Regions from separate parts of the Danio rerio genome. Here region 1 is linked to region 2. Evidence: chromatin contacts called from public Micro-C data. All regions are on one chromosome and are shown on one strand. Each heading gives the region's core, a stretch centred on a gene start, on an enhancer-like site or on the middle of the called end of the contact. The rest is flanking DNA. Distances are from core to core; before and after follow the strand shown. Region 1 has its middle 18 kb from the start of hapln1a. Region 2 overlaps LOC141385599 (a long non-coding RNA gene).

Region 1 (2,700 bases), core at 104-2,603, 160 kb before region 2:
CTCATTCACTACAGACAATTTAGCCTACCCAATTCACCTGTCCCGCATGCCTTTGGACTGTGGGGGAAACCAAAGCACCCGGAGGAAACGCAGAGAGAACATGCAAACTCCCGAGGCTCAAACCAGCAACCTTCTTGGAGTGAGGTGACAGCACTACCTGCTGTGCCACAGTGCCGCTGTATTATTGTTATTATTATTACTATTATTATTATTTTAGCTTTCTTCACAATACCTTTTATTTTGCACAGGATTGTGACAACTGAACTATGAGCAAATGATGACATCATTTTTGTCTTTGGGGCTGAACAATTACCTTAAAAATGACCTCATGTTATGACTTTCAAGAATAGCTATGTTAATGATTTGCTATGACCCAAAACATAAATCATAAATACTTAATAACAAATAAAGTAAAAGAAATTTATTTCAAACCTATTTCCAAATATTATGCCAGTGATTATTTTCTTGCAAGCAGGTTTAATTGTGAAATTGATACAGTGCATGCTGTAGTTTTGGTCTACATACAGAAACATATTACTTTTTTTTTTTTTTTTTTTTTTTTTGTAGTTGCCCATTTGTAGATACTTTTTGGTTTGACTTCTGCTCTTTTATTAGAATCAACTTTATGCCAAGTTTTCTATGTTTTTTACAAAATTTTATTTGGTACTTTTTGACCAATTTATTACTTTTGTTGGCAAAATTCAGCAAACACAAAAGCAAGTACAGTGATTGCAAGCCATTATTTATTATTTTGAAATCAGGGTTTAAGCTGTAATCTATAGTCAGACAAATAAGAAAGCTGTTAATTGTATTAATGCATGCAAACATTTACATGTTTTTGTCTTTTTCCTTGATTGATATTATCCCCTGGGTTTTTAAAATTGTTGTACAGGCAAACATTTACACTGACTAGCTAACCAAGTACATTTAACCAATATATTTTAGCATTGTACATTTTAATTACTAGGCTAAATAAAAAAATACTAAATATGTGTATCTGTCTCTACAGCAAATGTCTATTTTCACAGATATGCAAATCGCAACACATCCGAGGTTACTGTCACAGGACCACATAAGTTATTTTGACCAATGAAACCATAAAAACAGCAGAGAACAAACCTCAAAGACTCCCTCGCGGTTTGATTCTGTCTCTTAGCTTTTCTGTTACAAAGAAAACATGTTTTCTGGCATTTTGCGGGATAATTTACGCCCTATTTTTTCTCTCATTTGGCACGGTATCACGGTTTCGTTAAAATTCAGCTTCTATTCAAGTAGTTTTAACCAGCGTTTAAATATCCCCGTTAGTGAACTCAACTGACACCATCTGGTGGTCAACAAGTGACACTGCTGATGAACAACACCAGGCTATGCTAAAAAAAAAAAAATCAATAAAACGTGGTCTTCACTCGTCCCAGTGTATTGTATAACATAACGATGTAGTTTGACTTTATATATGAAATTTGTCCTCTTAAAAAAAATAACGTCATAAATAACATATATTAGGCAAAGTTTATATTAACCATGACAATTCTGGAAATAGACACCCAAACAAATGTATATTATGTCATGATTTACTCATACTTCACTTGTTCAAGGCATTTTGAAGAAAGATGGAAGCCTGTAACCACTGACTTCCATAGTATTTTTCCCTACTATGGATGTCAATATACAGTTTTTTTTTCAAAATATCTTTGCTTGTATACAACAGAATACTCATAAAGGTTCATAAAAACTTGAGGGTGATTAAATAGGAAGCACATTTTCATTTTGGGTGAACTATATCTTTAAGCTAAACATATCAGAACAAAGGCGACACGGTGACTCAGTGGTTATCATTGTTGCCTCATAGCAAAAAGGTTGCTGGTTTGAGTTCCGGCTGGGCCAGTTGACATTTTTGTGTGGAGTTTGCATGTTCTCCCTGTGTTCACATTGTTGTCCAAAGACATGCGCTATAGGTAAATTGAATGAACTAAATTGGGCGTAATGTACTGTATGTGTTTAAATAAGTGTATGGATGTTTCCCAGTACTGGGTGGTAGCTGGAAGGGCATCCGCTGTGTGAAACATAAGCTAAATAAGTTGATGGTTCATTCCGCTGTGGCAACCCCTGATGAATAAAAAGCAGAAGGAAAATGAATGCATGAATATCAGAACAAAAAAAAACACCAAGAATTCAGGTAGAATATAATAAACTTTGTTTACATAAAAGGCATAAAACATTCCAGACAATCTTTTGACAAGTAATATAAATATAAAAAAGATATGTGCATTTTCAAAACAAACAAAAAGTAAACACAAAAGAAAAGATCTCAAAGAAAAACAAATGCTTGGGAATAAACAAATGGATGACCAACAACACACTGCTGTCAAAGCTGTTATGAATCCTTTTTTTTGGTCCATTGATACACCCCAAATGTCATAATGCATTTAAATTCTGTGAGTTGCAAATATTAGTCACATTAATGCCAGCTATTGACCATGTCATTTAATCTATTGAATTCTGTCAATGCGCAATTTGGCCAAGTTAAATCATCGGTATGTTATATTTTACTACAACATTAAGAAAACAAGGAGCAGCTCAAGAAATAAATTATAGGCATCTTGTTACAAAGACATTCGTTCAAGTCTTTTCAGCATCTCACGAAGTACATTCTCTTTAAAGATATTTTAAATTGTCAAAAAGAAATGACGTAGAGTACAT
Region 2 (2,815 bases), core at 213-2,712:
GGAACGAGGATTTTTTTTAAAAATCTGTGTTCTTCTAATTCTGCTCAGGTTTGATTACAGTTTTGATTATCTCTTAAGAGATAATTACAAACCTTAAGAGAAGGATGGTGTTCAGTATAATTAAGACATCAAGCAGTTTCACATTCACCATGAAATGCATATCTATAATTTTCAAAACTGGTATTATTATTTTAGCTTATTACAGTCAGTGATTTCTGAAGAACTGATGTCATTTCAAGTTCATAGTTTTTATAAGCAACTAGAGTTTTAATTTTATCCAGTAAGTAAATAACATATTCTTATTTATTCATTTATTCATTTTCTTTTCAGCTTAGTACCTTTATTAATCTGGGGTCGCCACAGCGGAATGAACCGCCAGCTAATCCAGCATGTTTTTTGAAACGAATGCCCTTCCAGCTGCAACCCGTCACAGGGAAACAATCATAAACACTCTATTGTTACTCATTTATTTATTAATTTTTTTTTTATTCCAAGCTTTAATGAAAAACAAATGTTGACCTTAAGACAGAGGGTGAGATCAATGAAGACAGTCATGAAGATACGTATTACATGCCGTATCTGTAAACTAAGCCTTGCTGCTTAAAGCACATCCAATCTCAGGGCTGTGGTTTGTGTATGAAGACACTTTCTAAAGATATTGGGTTCAGACTGACGTCCAGGCATCATCACATTATATTTAATGATCCAGAACAACGATATCTCTAGTCATATTGAAATAAATATGTAATGACTATAGTGCTTTATCAAAGGAAAGCTAGTCATGAATAATGTTTTTTTATTATTATTATTATTTATTGATTTGTTCTCTCAAATGTTTCTGAAAATTATTAAACTGTATGGTATAACACTTGTTAATGAAAAAAATCATAAGCAGTGAAGAATATGCTTACGATGCCTCCACAGATTATTCAGATCTTCATTTGGACATGCATTATTGTTTTTCAGCTTACACCGCTTGCAAAGGCAACAAGCCATAATGGCTAACATAATTAGACTTATTTAATTTACATTTTGCAATAATGCTGATCATATCTGATCACATTTGCATTTACTATTGACAGTTAGTATACAACCTAACTGATGCTATACATTTCTGATTATGCAAACAACCAGTTTGAAGAATACCATGGTATCAAATGAATTGTACAACATATCATGGCCAAAAGCCTGATATGTTTGCAAGAAGACGTGATACCACTATGGCACACGTCCAAAAACACAGACATCGCATCACTGTGGTACTTTTGCCACTTTTTGTAAGTGCGTTTATTGTCCTGAACTTTTCATCTGCCGTCTCTACGGTGCTCTTAGGCAGTGGCAAGTGCCAACGGGCATTACAACAGCAAGCGGCCATCTGGCAGCCCAGCGAACTAGCAGCAACCCCACCAGCTGCAGTCGCAAAACGCCCTTACAAAGCAGGACATGCGAGCAGCTTCTGACGTCTGCGGCCACACTGCGCTACAAAGCGTACCAAAGCAAGAGCGGAAACCATGAGAAACTATCCTTCAAAACAGCCCGATTTAGACAGCCATGAGTTTCCCGGGCGCACACGCGAGACCGCTTCGGCTGCTTTTGCATTTGTGACTAGTTTTGACGAATATTTACCCCGCTAAAATAAATAAAGGACTCATGCAGGGGCAGTTCAATACCCCGACATGGCGGCAAGAAAAAGAGGAGAGCTTTTTACTATTTTGGAAACTAGCACTGACACAGAAACGAACGCGCTCTCCGACGGCGAGGACTGCCCGGTAAATCTCCCCGTCGACGTGAAGTGGTTCGAGATCCCTTTCCGAAAGTCCGAGTCGGACGAGGAAGAAGAAGAGGACGAGGATCTGCAGGAGAACAAGGGGGAGTCTGAGCTGGAGAGCATAGCGGCGGCGGCGGCGGCAGCGGCGGCGTCAGAGGGAGAGGAGACTGCGGACTCCGCCAGCTACATCGCGGGAGGCGGCTGCAATATCATTTTAGTCACTGGAAATGGGATCAAGCACGAGGACTACGAGGAGGACTCCTATTATGCCACTTCCAATAACTGCTCTGAAACCTCTTCTACCGACTCGGACATCGATTTTTCCGACCTAGAGGAGGAGGAACACCCTTTATTCAGCACGTATGATGTTTTGGACGACGAGTGCACTTCTCCGGATTTCTGGGGAGAGCCTGACCAGGTAATATCAATTGAGCCTTTCACCGCTGACAGTGGCCCTCAGCACTCGCTAGGGGATGATGCTGACACTTTAGACTATTTCCGGTTGCTCTTCCCAGATTCATTGTTTAAACACATGGTAGAACAAACAAACAACTACGCCCTCTACCGGCAAAGGAGAAGCGGTAGATCAGACGCCCACTGGCACCCCACTGACATTAGAGAAATGAGGGCGTACGTCGGCCTTAACATCCTCATGGGCATCAACCAGCTGCCAGATTATGGCATGTACTGGGCCAGTGACATTTTCATAGGGAATGCTGGCTTTAAGAAAACAATGACTGCCCGCCGCTTTGAAAAACTCAACCAACACCTGCATCTGTGCGACCGGGAGTCGGAGCCGTCCAAGGGGGAGCTGGGCTATGATGGACTTTACAAAATACGCCCTCTGCTGGATATGGTTGGGAATACCATGTGGGACGCCTACCTGCCTAATCGCTGTTTGACCATCGATGAGTGCTCTGTCGCCTCAAAGGGGCGCTTTTCACCAACGCAGTACATGCCGTCGAAGCCTTTTCGGAAGGGGCTGAAGGTGTGGATGATGTGTGATTCTCGCTCGGGCTACTGCCACCGCACTCGTATTTATGTGGG

The links. Hi-C and Micro-C count contacts between places; a contact is called where the count stands out from the background.
Region 1: a contact with region 2 is called in a Micro-C map of caudal fin, with 5 times the contacts expected there. The contact joins two enhancer-like sites. A contact is called at or near these places in 2 of 18 Hi-C or Micro-C datasets (caudal fin and embryo) and 2 of 4 datasets of contacts at active chromatin or transcription factors (caudal fin and embryo).

Annotation. Positions count from the first base shown.
Region 1 is chr5:47,448,419-47,451,118 of GRCz12tu, reverse strand. It overlaps a transcript of vcana not described here. Among named protein-coding and RNA genes, the nearest start is that of hapln1a, 18 kb to the left of the region's middle. Within about 2 kb of position 1,353, at least 4 of the 62 cell types and tissues checked have an H3K27ac peak or open chromatin away from gene starts, as enhancers often do. A contact at or near this core is called in caudal fin, where this site is marked.
Region 2 is chr5:47,289,843-47,292,657 of GRCz12tu, reverse strand. The region is part of intron 1 of LOC141385599 (a long non-coding RNA gene); the gene reads right to left. Among named protein-coding and RNA genes, the nearest start is that of si:ch211-130m23.2, 36 kb to the right of the region's middle. Within about 2 kb of position 1,462, at least 39 of the 62 cell types and tissues checked have an H3K27ac peak or open chromatin away from gene starts, as enhancers often do. A contact at or near this core is called in caudal fin, where this site is marked.